Linked DNA regions of Macaca mulatta: region 1 is linked to region 2. Evidence: chromatin contacts called from public Hi-C data. All regions are on one chromosome and are shown on one strand. Each heading gives the region's core, a stretch centred on a gene start, on an enhancer-like site or on the middle of the called end of the contact. The rest is flanking DNA. Distances are from core to core; before and after follow the strand shown.

Region 1 (6,259 bases), core at 630-3,129, 140 kb before region 2:
AATGCGTGAAGGTAAATGATCGGAAAAAGACGTCAAAGGGAGAGGTGTGGGGAGAGGTGTCTGAGTTCAACTGAAGTGCCAGCCTGCTCCACCCAGAGAAGAACTTTGTGAGAACCAATGGAGAGGAGCCTGGGATGCTGGAACCTATTCCCTATGAGTTCATGGCGTAATAGGTGTCAAAAAAAATTCTGAACTGTACAAATGTTTCTCTTCATTGAGAAGTGTGGCGCCCCCCTCCCTTGAAATATTTAAACTACATTTTGTATCCAAAAACCTCAGTACTCCGCTGTTAAGTAATACATTAATACGCGTTCTCTGAAAATACATAGCCATATATAGGAGTTTCAAATAACTGCATAAGCTAAATACTGTGATATCATCTACCAGGATAGGAATTAATGTGTATTTTTTGCCTTTTAAAATATTGAACAGTTGATCCTGATCATTAGGTACTAAGCACTGTGAAGGATCCTGTCTGAATACAAATTAAACATAAGCCTGAGACCTTAAAAATAATCCTTTCGTTTGAAATGATCAGAGAGAAAGACTTCTCACTTAAAAATAAATCTTAAGTTTTCAGGAACCATTCAAGTTTAGTGTAAACTCCATTCTGAAAATTAGAGAATTTTTGCTTTTGCTTGATTTTGTAATCCTACGTGATTTGTATTTAAAAAGACTGGGTAAGATTAAGAAGACGGAGGGGCAAAGGGCTCAGATTCAAGACCGAATTAGCTTGTAGAATCCCCAGCATTTGACGGTGATGTGGAGATTTAACAGGGAGGGACGGGCTGATATGAATCATGGCTCTTAGCTGTAAATCATCAGTGATTACGTCCTTCACCAAAGTAAGAAAACAGGTTTGTAGGGAGGTAGAGGTCAGTTTCCAACAATCTGAGTTTGTGGTGTCCTGGAATGTCACTTGATACCTAGTAAGCAGTTCTGGATCTTTGGGTATGGAACTTGAGAAAGGAATCCTGGCTAGAGAGAATTCAGGGCAGTTTATCAGTGGATAGCCTAGTAAAATCCTTGAAAATCACTGGTCTATTTAATCTGACCTATAAACCCACTCTTCTCTGTAGTTTAGAGGCATATTCAAACACTAATTACTCTGATATGATCCTCCCAACACATCATCTTATATATCCCCTATCCCCCAAAAGAAACTTGAAGGGAAGTCCTAACCACCTACCTAGTTCAAATTCTCTTAGAGCATGCCCCAGGATAGGGAAGGTACGTTAGCCACGTGATTAACTTTTCAGAAAGATACAATTCTGATTTTGCACGTTCACTTTGGTTGTTTTCACTATTGGTAAAGTATAATACTATTAACCATATTAATCCTCTGCATTAGATAGGTACTATAATTCCATTTAACACGAGAAAACAGGCGCAAAGATTAAGGAACTTGCCCCAAGTCACACAGCTATTAAGTAGGTAAGTGAGCCAAAATTCAACCTAGTTCCAAGACCCAGCCCCTTCACCCTACTTTGTTTGCTGTAGTTTTAGCCAGATTTTAAAGCATCCACAGCAAGTTAAATTCCCTTATTCCGCTCCCATTCCGTTTACCCAGAATCCTTAGGGTATGGTATTACAATTTTCTGCACAAGTTTGAGGCTGTAACTCATAGTCTTGGCCTGAGCCAGCAGATGATGACATTTTGTTTGGCAGACTAGCCCCTCTAATATAACTCTCCCCTTGCTTCGGGACCTGTTGCCCCTCAGCAGACCGGAAAAACAACAGCGCCTGGGACAAGCACCCGCGCGGGGAGAGGGGTCCGGGGGGTCGCCGGGATCCCAGCCCGCCTCCCCCAGGCCCCTCCTCCTGGCCCAGAATGCACCCGGTTGAAAACAAAATCCCACGTGACTGGCTCTCCTCTCAGGCCATCATGGCGTCTCCCAGTGGGAAGGGACCCCGGGCGCCGGAGGCTCCTGGGTGCGGGCCCCGGCCGCTCGCCCGGGACCTGGTGGACTCTGTGGACGACGCGGAGGGGCTGTACGTGGCTGTGGAGCGCTGTCCGCTGTGCAACACTACCCGCCGGCGGCTGACCTGCGCCAAATGCGTTCAGAGCGGCGATTTCGTCTACTTCGACGGCCGCGACAGGGAGAGGTACGGCGGCCGCCACGGCCCTATTGTTTCTTCTGCTGTGTCTCCTCCAGCCAGGCGGCCAAAGGCTGGAACCTGGGGCTCCCCGTCCGGGCACGAGATCCCGGCGAGAGGAGGGAGAGAGAGGGAGTGTAGCTAACTGCTCTGCACCGGAGCTTTGCTACCGGAGGACAGCGTAGGGGCCAGATGAGGGAAGGTCGCCGTTTCCCCATCACCCACCCAAGAGGAGTTTGACCCCACGGTGCTCTTGGCCACTGGGGAAAAAAGGAGTAAGTGGTGACTCTCTGGAGAAGTTTTCCCCTGTAGCTGCCATTGACTTGGATTCCCAGCTCTTTGCTGTATGTGCTCCCATTCAAAAGCTTGGCTTTCTATTTTTTAAAGCACATTTATACTCATTCTCTAGAGAAGAGAGTAGAAGAGAATCAAATAACTGCTTTAGAGGTATTTGGGCCTGGTAGTCTGTCACAGATGGACTTTGTTATCAGACATACTTACTCTAATGTGTGAATTGGGGCTTGCTGTTAACTCCCCTTTCCCCTCCCTGCCTCTAAAGATTATTTTGGATTCTTAGGAATTTGTGAAAGTGTTTTGGCCTTGTTTTAAAATTCAGATTGAGAGCTGCATGCTTTTAGCTAAGAGAATTGCTTTTAGGAACATGTTTTGGTTCCATTTGGAAATCTAAACAGAGAGCTACAAGTTCTTGGTTAAGAAAATTGAAAAATTAGCGTGATTAGCTGCAGGGTCTCCCACTCTCAACTTCTGTTTCAACAACTTAGTGTCAATGATAGTAAGATAGCTAGCATTCTGAGCACAAAAATTCAGGTATTAATTCATTAGCAGCAACCCAATAACTTACCCCCACCTTACTAGGAAGCTGCATAGTAAGTGCTTTGCCCTAGGTCACACAAATGAGTGTAGGAACAAGAATTAAAATTCAGACAGCTTGGACCTATGTACCCGCATTTAACCACTAGGTACTATATCCTCTATATTTGGGAATGTTTTGAGTTCTTAGTATTTCTGTGATCGTGGATGGAGTTCTCTTTTGAGGAGATTTGAATGACAAACTCTTTTTTAGTTTGTTGCTGTGTCTCATTGGTGCTCTTGATGACTTTAGAAACTGCTTAATGTAGTAAGTGATAGCTTTAAAAATTAAACCAGTTATAAAAATACTGGATATGAGATGGAAATGTCTAACTGATGGATTAATTGAGGATTTAGTTCTGGACCTTCTTGTCTGTCTACACGTTTTACTATATCTGTTCACATAATTTAAATATCATCTATGTGCTTAAGACTGCCAGACTTGCATCTGCAACCTAGACTTCTCTGAAGTCCAGAAAACAGCTGCCTAGTCAACATCAATATTTAGATTTGTAATAGATATCTTCATTTTAATATGGCAAACTGAACTCATTTTCCATCATAAATCTCTTTTCCCATGCTCATCCCAACCCAGTAAATGTCAATCTCATTGTTCGTTTGGTTCAGGCCAGAAAACCTTTCAGTTCTCCTTGACTTCTCTCTTAACCCGACTCTATTTAGTCCCATCAACAAATCCCATCTACTCTTCACAACTTATCTTAAATCTGACCCTTACACCATCACCTGGTACGATCTACCAGAGACAAAAGGTTATTTCCTGTTATGTCTCTGTTTCCATCCTTGCTCCCCTTTTATGCAATTTCCATGTTGCAGCCAGTGTTATGCTACTCCTCCATTTCTGTTCAGATCTTCCAGTGGTTTTTCGCTTTACCCAAAGTAAAAACTGGAGTCTTTAACCAAAGTTCTATATTATCTGTTCCTCTGATTTAATCTCCTATTATTTTCTCTCTCTCTTTTTTTTTTTTTTTTTTTTTTTGAGACGGAGTCTCACTGTGTCTCCCAGGCTGGAGTGCAGTGGCGTGATCTCGGCTCACTGCAAGCTCCGCCTCCCGGGTTCACGCCATTCTCCCGCCTCAGCCTCCCAAGTAGCTGAGACTACAGGCGCCCGCCACCACGCCCGGCTAGTTTTTTGTATTTTTAGTAGAGACGGGGTTTCACCATGTTAGCCAGGATAGTCTCGATCTCCTGACCTCGTGATCCACCCGCCTCGGCCTCCCAAAGTGCTGGGATTACAGGCTTGAGCCACCGCGCCCGGCCGTATTTTCTCTCTTAACTAATCTGCTGTGCCACTGTGGCCTTCTTGTCTGTCCTCAGACATACCAAGAACACTCCTTCCTCAGGACCTTTGCAGTGGTATTTAGACAGCCAGGAACTCTTTCTCTATCAGAAATCCTCAGGGTTGCCTCCTTTTTTTTTTTTTTTTTTGGTGCTTGCTCATACCTTAGAGAGTATCTTTCTGATCCTTCTATTAAAATGCTAACCTCTTGCCTATTTAACCAGCTTTATTATCTTTTCTTTTCTATAACACTTATCATCATCTGATGGTTGTGCATGTTAATTTGCCTAACTGCCCCCCACCCAGTGATATAAACTCTATGAGGGTAAGAGTTTTTCTCTTTTATACACTGTTGTATTCTCACATAGTAGAAGCTCAATAAAGATTTATGGAATGATTGAACTGACTCTGGCGCTCTTTCCCAAACTCAGTTTCTAGACCATTTCAGTATTATTCATCATGATCTATTTGTTACTAAAGTCAGAAACCTGGGAGTTATCCTAGACTTTTCTTTTTCTCTTACTCTCTGCATCCAAATAATCAGCAAGTCTAATTCATTTTGATGTCAAAATATGTCTTGAATCTATCTAACTTTTAGTTCAGACCACCATCTTTTCTCTCCTGACTACTTAGTGATCTCCCTTCTTTTACTCAGACAACTCTTCCCTACCTTGCCTCTGGTCTCCAAACACAATAGAAATGTAAATAAGCCACAATAGAAATGTAAATAAGATGTCACTATTTTGCTTAAACCTCTCATTGGCTCCCATTGCATTTAAAATAAAATCCAAGCTCCTTATTATGGCATATGAAGCCTCCTGTGATTTGGCTACTGTTTGCCTCTGTAACTTAGACTCTGAGGTTGAGTTTAAAATGTGGGCTTTGGACTCATGCTCCCTTGAATTGAGTCCAAGCTCCACCACTTGCTATGTGATTTCTTTCTTTCTTTTTTTTTTTTTTTGAGACAGGGTCTTGCTCTGTCACCCAGGCTGGAGTGCACTGGCACAATCATGGCATACTGCAGCCTCAAACTCCTGGGCTCAAGCAGTCCTCCCATCTTAACCTTTTGAGTAGGTGGGACTACAGGCATGCACCACCACACCTGGCTAATTTTTAAATTTTTTGTAGAGACAAGGTCTCCCTGTGTTGTCCAGGTCGATCTCGAACTTGTGGGCTGAGCCATCCTCCTTTCTCAGCCTCCCAAAGTGTTAGGATTACAGATATGAGCCCGGCTGCTATGTGAGTTTGAGGAAGTTTTTTTGACGAGGGAGGGGGCAGGGTCTCACCCTGTCACCCAGGCAGTGCAGTGGCAAGATCACAGCTCACTGCAGCTTTGACTTCCCTGGGCTCAAGGGATTCTCCTGTGTCAGCCTCCCTGGTGTCTGGGACTACAGGCGTGCATCAACACACCTAACTAGTTTTTTTGTATTTTTTGTGGAGACAGGGTTTTGCCGTGTTGCCCAGGCCGATCTTGGACTCCAGAGCTCAAGCCATCCGCCAGCCCTGGCCTCCCCATGTGCTGGGATTACAGGCATGAGCCACCATGCCTGGCCCTGAGCAAGTTTCTTAACTTCATGTTTATTTCATTTTGAAATTGGCAGGGTATCTAACTCCATAGGTTTCTGGTAGTGATTACCTAAGAGCATGCATTTAAAGTGTTTACCATGATGCCTAGAATGTATTAAGCACTCAAATAAGTTCATCCCTGTGCTCCCTCCTTTTCACTGCTCCACAGTTATAGGCCTTCTCTCAAATCCTCAGTCACATGAAGCTTCCACCAATGGGGCTTTTTCCTTGCGGTTTCTTCTGCCTGGAACACTTTTCCTCCTGTTCGATACCTTGTCTTTCACCATTCAACTTAAAGTCCACTTCTTCGGTGAGGCCTTTCCTGACCTCCCTCAGTAAGATAGGTTCCCACCTCCATCTTTTCCCCCATTCATTATTTGCTGTCAAAATACCCTATTTCTTTCATGGTACCACACATGATGCGTAATA
Region 2 (6,145 bases), core at 1,190-3,689:
GCCACTGCACTCCAGCCTGGGCGACAGAGCAAGACTCCGTTTCAAAAAAACAAACAAACAAACGAGTACACCTAACTTACAGAGAGCCATGTAGCCGGCCCCAGAATGGCTACCACTTGGGAAAAACACATGCAAGTTCCATTTTGGACCCCCTTCAGTTGCATTACATAGTATCTTGCCAAGACTCTTTCATCTTCAAGAGAAGGTTGACTAACTCTCAATATCAGCAGTTTCATATTAATTCAGGTGCCTCTCAAGTCTCTGGTTATCCAAAGGCTCAAATTTGTATCTTTTATACAAAATTTTGTATACAAAGTTTGTATATACAAAAAATAATTTGTACACAGAATTGTATCTTTAGGGACTTCACTCAACACTGTCAGCATAAAATTCCTAATTTCTTAAAAGAAGGAAGAAAAAAACAGAACAACTTTCAGTAGTGCACACAATGCTGTCAAATTCCCAAGGTTGTGGTGAGGATCAAAATAAGATGTACAGAAAAGCCTTGTTTTGTGAACTTCCAGTCAAATCCAACAGTACCTAACAGGGGTGAATTTTTGCTTTTATTTCCTGCCTGAAAATGGGCATAACTTCCACCTGCATGTTGATGTAAAACCCAGAGAGACAATATGTTATCAATCACCTTTAAAAGACAAATGGGGAGCAGGAAGTATTGAGAGAGAGAGAGAGAGAAAAAAAAAAAAACCCTACCATTACAAGTCAAGGTCAGTGAGGAAGGACTAAGGACTTCTACTCAAGCTTCCTGCTAAAGACACCAATTGTACCTATGCTTCAATTTTAAGCCATCTACCTTTTGAACTAGATTCCATTTACATTATTCTACAAAGAGGAGGAAATGAAAAGTACTGATATGCTGGAATACCTGAAGAGGGTCAGTTACTACGACAAGTGACTAGCTTCTCTTCCAGTTTAGATCTCTTTTGAAAGCTTTGGAAGAAAAACAGCATTCATTGACAAATCATTTTTTTTAATTCTGTAATTTCATATTTAAAAGCACTAAAGACAAAATGTTAGTTAACTATCCAGACAAGCGGTCCTGGAATATGTTATTATATTAAGTTACAGCCGGGTCTTAGTAAGAAAGCAAGAAAAAGGTTTGTTGCTGACTTCTAAACCATGGTAGCAAGGGGTGGTAGCATGGTAGCACAGGGTAGGATAGGGACAACCTGGATAAATTAATTCCTCAGGTAATTATTATTTAAGACAAATGTTGGATTAATTCAAACTCCTCCCTCCCTTTACAACAGAAAAAAAAGAAAAAAATCATGTAAGATCCACTCTCCCTCCTCCTAGCCATTTGCTAACAAAAAATGCTAACAAGCAGATAGATGTCCAGTTTAAAAAAAAAAAAAACAAAAGTAAAGCAAACTGATTTATCAGCACTAGAAGTGGTTCTCTTTTTTTCAGTAATTCTGATCACAAACCATCAAACTATGAATTTAGCTTCCTAAAAGGCTTTTTACATTACACCCTCCAAAAAATCTCCTACCTTGACTTAAATTTTTCTAAATCAAATGTCTTATACTAAGCTGTACTCGAAACGCTTGCTGGACAAGAAGTTAAAGAAATTGACAACTATTACATTAAAACTGCAAAATGCTGATATCGAACAACTTTCGATTCAAATTCACTGCGATTCCAGGCGTTCGTGGAACACAACTTCCTTTTTCTCCCCTGCGGGTCCCCCCGGCCCTTCCGCGAGCCCAGGTCCCCGCCCGGGCCTGCGGTGACATCCCAGGACCCATCTACTGACGTCACAGACATGCGGACCCACAGCTCTATGACTTCACCGCGGACTGGGGACGAATCGCAGTCGGCTTGCGCCAGCCCAGAGGCTGGGGAGGCGTCCGAGCCTCCGTCCCGCCTCGTCGCCGAGGAAGGTTAAGGACAAGCGCCAGCTCACCTGTGCTGGGGCAGGGAAGGGCAGAGTGGCCGAGCGCGACAGGGGCGAGGCGACCCAAGTCCAAAGGCTGACTTCCTCACCGCCCGGGGTCCCGTAGGTGGGAGCGCCGGTCCGGTACCCGCTCACGGCCTATCTGTGATCTCCTCGGCTTCAGCCGGGACCCGGGACCCCGCTCCCTACCCGCCCGACCCTCCGTGGCCCGCGGGGGCGCTCAGCGCCCGGGCCGTGCGTGCGCGCGGGGAGGGCCGCCCCGGAGGAGGCGCAGGCAGCCGGGTCCCTGCCCCGGACCCGCGGGCGGCGCCCCCGCCCCCACCCGCCCGGCGCCCCGGGAGCGCAGGCAGGCGGCGGGAGGGGGCGGGGAGCGGCCACGGTGGCCGCCGCCGAACCCCAGCCGCGCGGCCCTTGCGCCACGCCCCACCCCGGCCCGGACTCACCTGCGCTCCTGCCCCGGCCACGGCCTGGACCGGGGCTGCACCAGCCCGATGCAGTGGCGGCGGCGGCAGCGGTGGCGGGAGGCCTGGCTCGCTCCCCACCGCTGAGGCGGACCGAGCACCCAGCACGGCGCGGCGGCGCCCAACGCTCGCCCCGAAACCCATTTGTTTGGCTAAAACGGAGTGACGTCACGCGCCGGCCCAATCGACGGTTGGCCGGGGGAGGGGCCACGGAACCAGGGTGTCACGGCGCCCCCTGCCGGCCACTGGGGGCGGGAAGGGGGAAAGTGAAAAGGGAGACCTCCTGGATGACGCGTCTGCGGCCCCCAAGTGGTAGAAAATAAGTTTGAGCACTACTGTGGGGAATCAAACCCCCCAGGCCAGCCAGAAGGGTAGTGATGCCAGGGTTCAGTCAGCAGACATGTCAAGTTTATGAATATTCGTGGGTAGACCTGAAGCTATAAATGGTCTCAGATACTATTAGATAACCTAGTAGACCTGGATCCCCATCTTGGTTCTGCTGCTAGCTTGGAAGGCTGGGGTTCAAGTTTCAATTTGTGAAATGACGAAATTGGAAGGGTCCCTTCTGACTCTCTTTCCCATGCAAATCATGGCAGGGATACCTGTCAGAAAGTAGATAAACGTTGAGGTTGACACCAAACTGTTAAAGTCTGTAGAAGCTTAAGGACTGGTTAATGATGGACATAAATTTTTTTTTTTTTTTTTTTTTTTGAGACGGAGTCTCGCTCTGTCACCCAGGCTGGAGTGCAGTGGCCGGATCTCAGCTTACTGCAAGCTCCGCCTCCCGGGTTTAGCCATTCTCCTGTCTCAGCCTCCCGAGTAGCTGGGACTACAGGCGCCCGCCACTTCGCCTGGCTAGTTTTTTTTTTTTTTTTTTTTTTTTTTTGTATTTTTTAGTAGAGACGGGGTTTCACCGTGTTAGCCAGGATGGTCTCGATCTGCTTTTTAGTAGAGACGGGGTTTCACCGTGTTAGCCAGGATGGTCTCGATCTGCTGACCTCGTGATCCACCCGTCTCGGCCTCCCAAAGTGCTGGGATTACAGGCTTGAGCCACCGCGCCCGGCCAATGATGGACATAAATTTTTAATACTTTACATTCAAATCAGAGGGTCAGTGAGGAACTTTTGATCCCCAACCTTTAAACTTATTATTGTTTTCATTGTGAAAGTAATATTAACCACATTGAAAAACATGAGGACAATGTATTTTCTTTTAGACCTTTTGCCCCATCACATATATTTTACTACACTGTGTAATAGTAGTTGTATGCGATATTGCATCCTCTTTTCACTTTTATAAGCATTTCTCATATTTCTACATAAGCTTCATAACCAGTTTAACAGCTGCATAAAAATACATTAAGTGGACATAAAATTTACTGCATTAATTCTCTAGTTTTGGACATAAATTGTTTCCTTCACTTTTTGCCATTATAAAGAAATCATAGAACATCTTCATGAATGTAGATTTTTAAAGACACCCAAAAGTGAAATTACTAGGTGAAAAAGACTATCAACACTTTCACAGTTACTAATACAAACTGCCAAATTATTTTTTAAAAGTTGTACCAAGTTACACTTAAACCAGCAACTTTGATTTTAGCCAGTCCTTAACAAAAGTGCTTTTGTCCAATTATAAAACTACTCTTGTAAAATATATGTGTAAAATCTTAAATATTAAAACATAAAAGCAAAATAAATATAAATATTTCCCATAATCTCACCACCAAGAAATAACCACTTAATATCTCCATCTAGACCTTTATCTATACACATATTTTTAATAAAAATTGGAGAGGGGAAGGCCAGGCACGGTGGCTCACATCTCAAAAAGAAAAAAAAAATTAAGGAGGGGTGTTATATGGTATACCTTGGCATCAAACTGTATGTCTGATTTAATATATGATCAATATTAGCTCAATATATCATTATCATTTGAAGGTTCCTTATGTCATAGTTAGCTCAAAATTGTAAAACTTCAATCTATCCTTTCAGATTCATCTTAAACACTGTCCTTCTTAAAACCTCTTGATTCCGTCTGGGCATGGTGGCTCACGCCTGTAATCCCAGCACTTTGGGAGGCCGAGGCAGGCAGATCACTTGAGGTGAGGAGATCAAGACCAGCCTTGCCAACATGGTGAAACCTTATCTCTACTAAAAATACAAAAGTTAGCCCAGCGTGGTAGTGCACGCCTGTAGTCCCAGCTACTTGGGAGGCTGAGGCAGAATTGCTTGAACCTGGGAGGCGGAGGTTGCAGTGAGCTGAGACCACACCACTGCACTCCCACCTGGGCGACAAGGGTGAGACTCCATCTAAAAAACAAACAAACAAACTTGATTCCTGTTGATCAGAGGAATCAAAAAGTTGATTCCTCTAATTTTTTCTCTTCCTTTATGGCCCTTATATTACTCCACACACATCTTCCATATGTGTATTTAATAGCCCCTGCTAGATTCTAAATTGCTAGGGGAAAGATTATATCCTAGTATTCACTAAAGAGTATTGCACTTAACATTGCTTAAATGTTTAATGAATAATTACAACCATATTAGTGATGTACACTTTTCTCATGACAGTAGATGAGTATGATGTCTGTTTTATAATGGTATTGGCCAGGCCCAGGGGCTTGAGGCTACAGTTAGCGGAGATCACACCACTGCACTCCACCCTGGGCAACAGAAGGAGACCCTGTCTCAAAATATATATATAATGCACATATATATGCATATATATATATATATGTCTTTACTGCAGTGTGTTAGTATCCAACATTACATTTATGATGTTATTACATTTATGATGCATCATCCGGACATTGTTCTAAGTACTTTGCATACTTTGTTTCATTTAATCAGAAAAACACCTCTGTGAGGTAAGGACTATTGTTATTTCAGAAGAGGAGAGTGGGGCTTAAAGCATTAAGCTGTTTGGCCCAGGGTATGGAGTCAAACTTAGCAAAGATTCCAGAGCCCTGACCATGTCACTATATTGTTATTAGGAGTTTCAAATGGGTCAAAGACATTGAAACTACAAAGCATAATGCAGATATCATTGAACTGAAATGACAGTGGTTTCCATATGAATAGCACATCATTGTCAAAAGTTCCATCAGAGTTCATGTGTTCTAGAGCAGTGCTTCTCAAACAATTTGTAGTTAGATTAGTTTTGCTGTCATTTTGCTTTGTTTCTAAGTATTTAGGACACTGTGAACTGATTGTTTTGTAAAATGTCATAAAACTGAAAACCACTATAAAAATGAAATTAATTTTAAAAAACATAATGAAAGCCCAAACTATTAATTGGTTTTTTTTTATCTTTTTCTTGAGATAGGATCTCACTATGTTGCCCAGGGTGATCTCAAACTCATGGCCTCAAGCAATCCTCCTTTGTCAACCTCCCAAGTAGCTAGGGTTACAGGAGTGGGCCACCATGCCTAGTCTATGAATTATTGATTATTAAAGTCCACAGACATAAAATTATTCCATCAAATTGCTAGTAAAGTTTCTAAAATCTTAATCTCAATTTCGCTTCTTGTCTCAGATTGGCCAGTGGACCACACTTTGAATAGCCCCAGTCTAGGAGAAAGAACTAGGAGAGAGTGTACCCATGTTAGGCAAGACCTTCCCTTGATTCTGTTTCTCCATTTGTATAATAGCAGTGATCCCCTAGAAGCAAAGTCAGAAGAGCCAGTATAGTTTATCAACCCACAGGCCCTGTGGTAGGTCCTCAGGAAGGTGCTCCCCAGGTGAGCATGGGGTGGCACACTGAG

The links. A called contact is a pair of places that touch in the nucleus more often than the background predicts.
Region 1: a Hi-C map of liver shows a contact between it and region 2, with 2.6 times the contacts expected there. The contact joins the promoter of ATG14 here to the promoter of FBXO34 in region 2. A contact is called at or near these places in 2 of 14 Hi-C or Micro-C datasets (fetal cortex germinal zone and liver).

Annotation. Positions count from the first base shown.
Region 1 is chr7:128,540,286-128,546,544 of T2T-MMU8v2.0, reverse strand. ATG14 (autophagy related 14) reads left to right here and starts at 1,879. Exons shown (of 10, transcript XM_001088634.5): 1 at 1,879-2,106. The coding sequence starts at 1,886.
Region 2 is chr7:128,397,548-128,403,692 of T2T-MMU8v2.0, reverse strand. FBXO34 (F-box protein 34) reads right to left here and starts at 2,439. Exons shown (of 2, transcript NM_001266246.1): 1 at 2,359-2,439.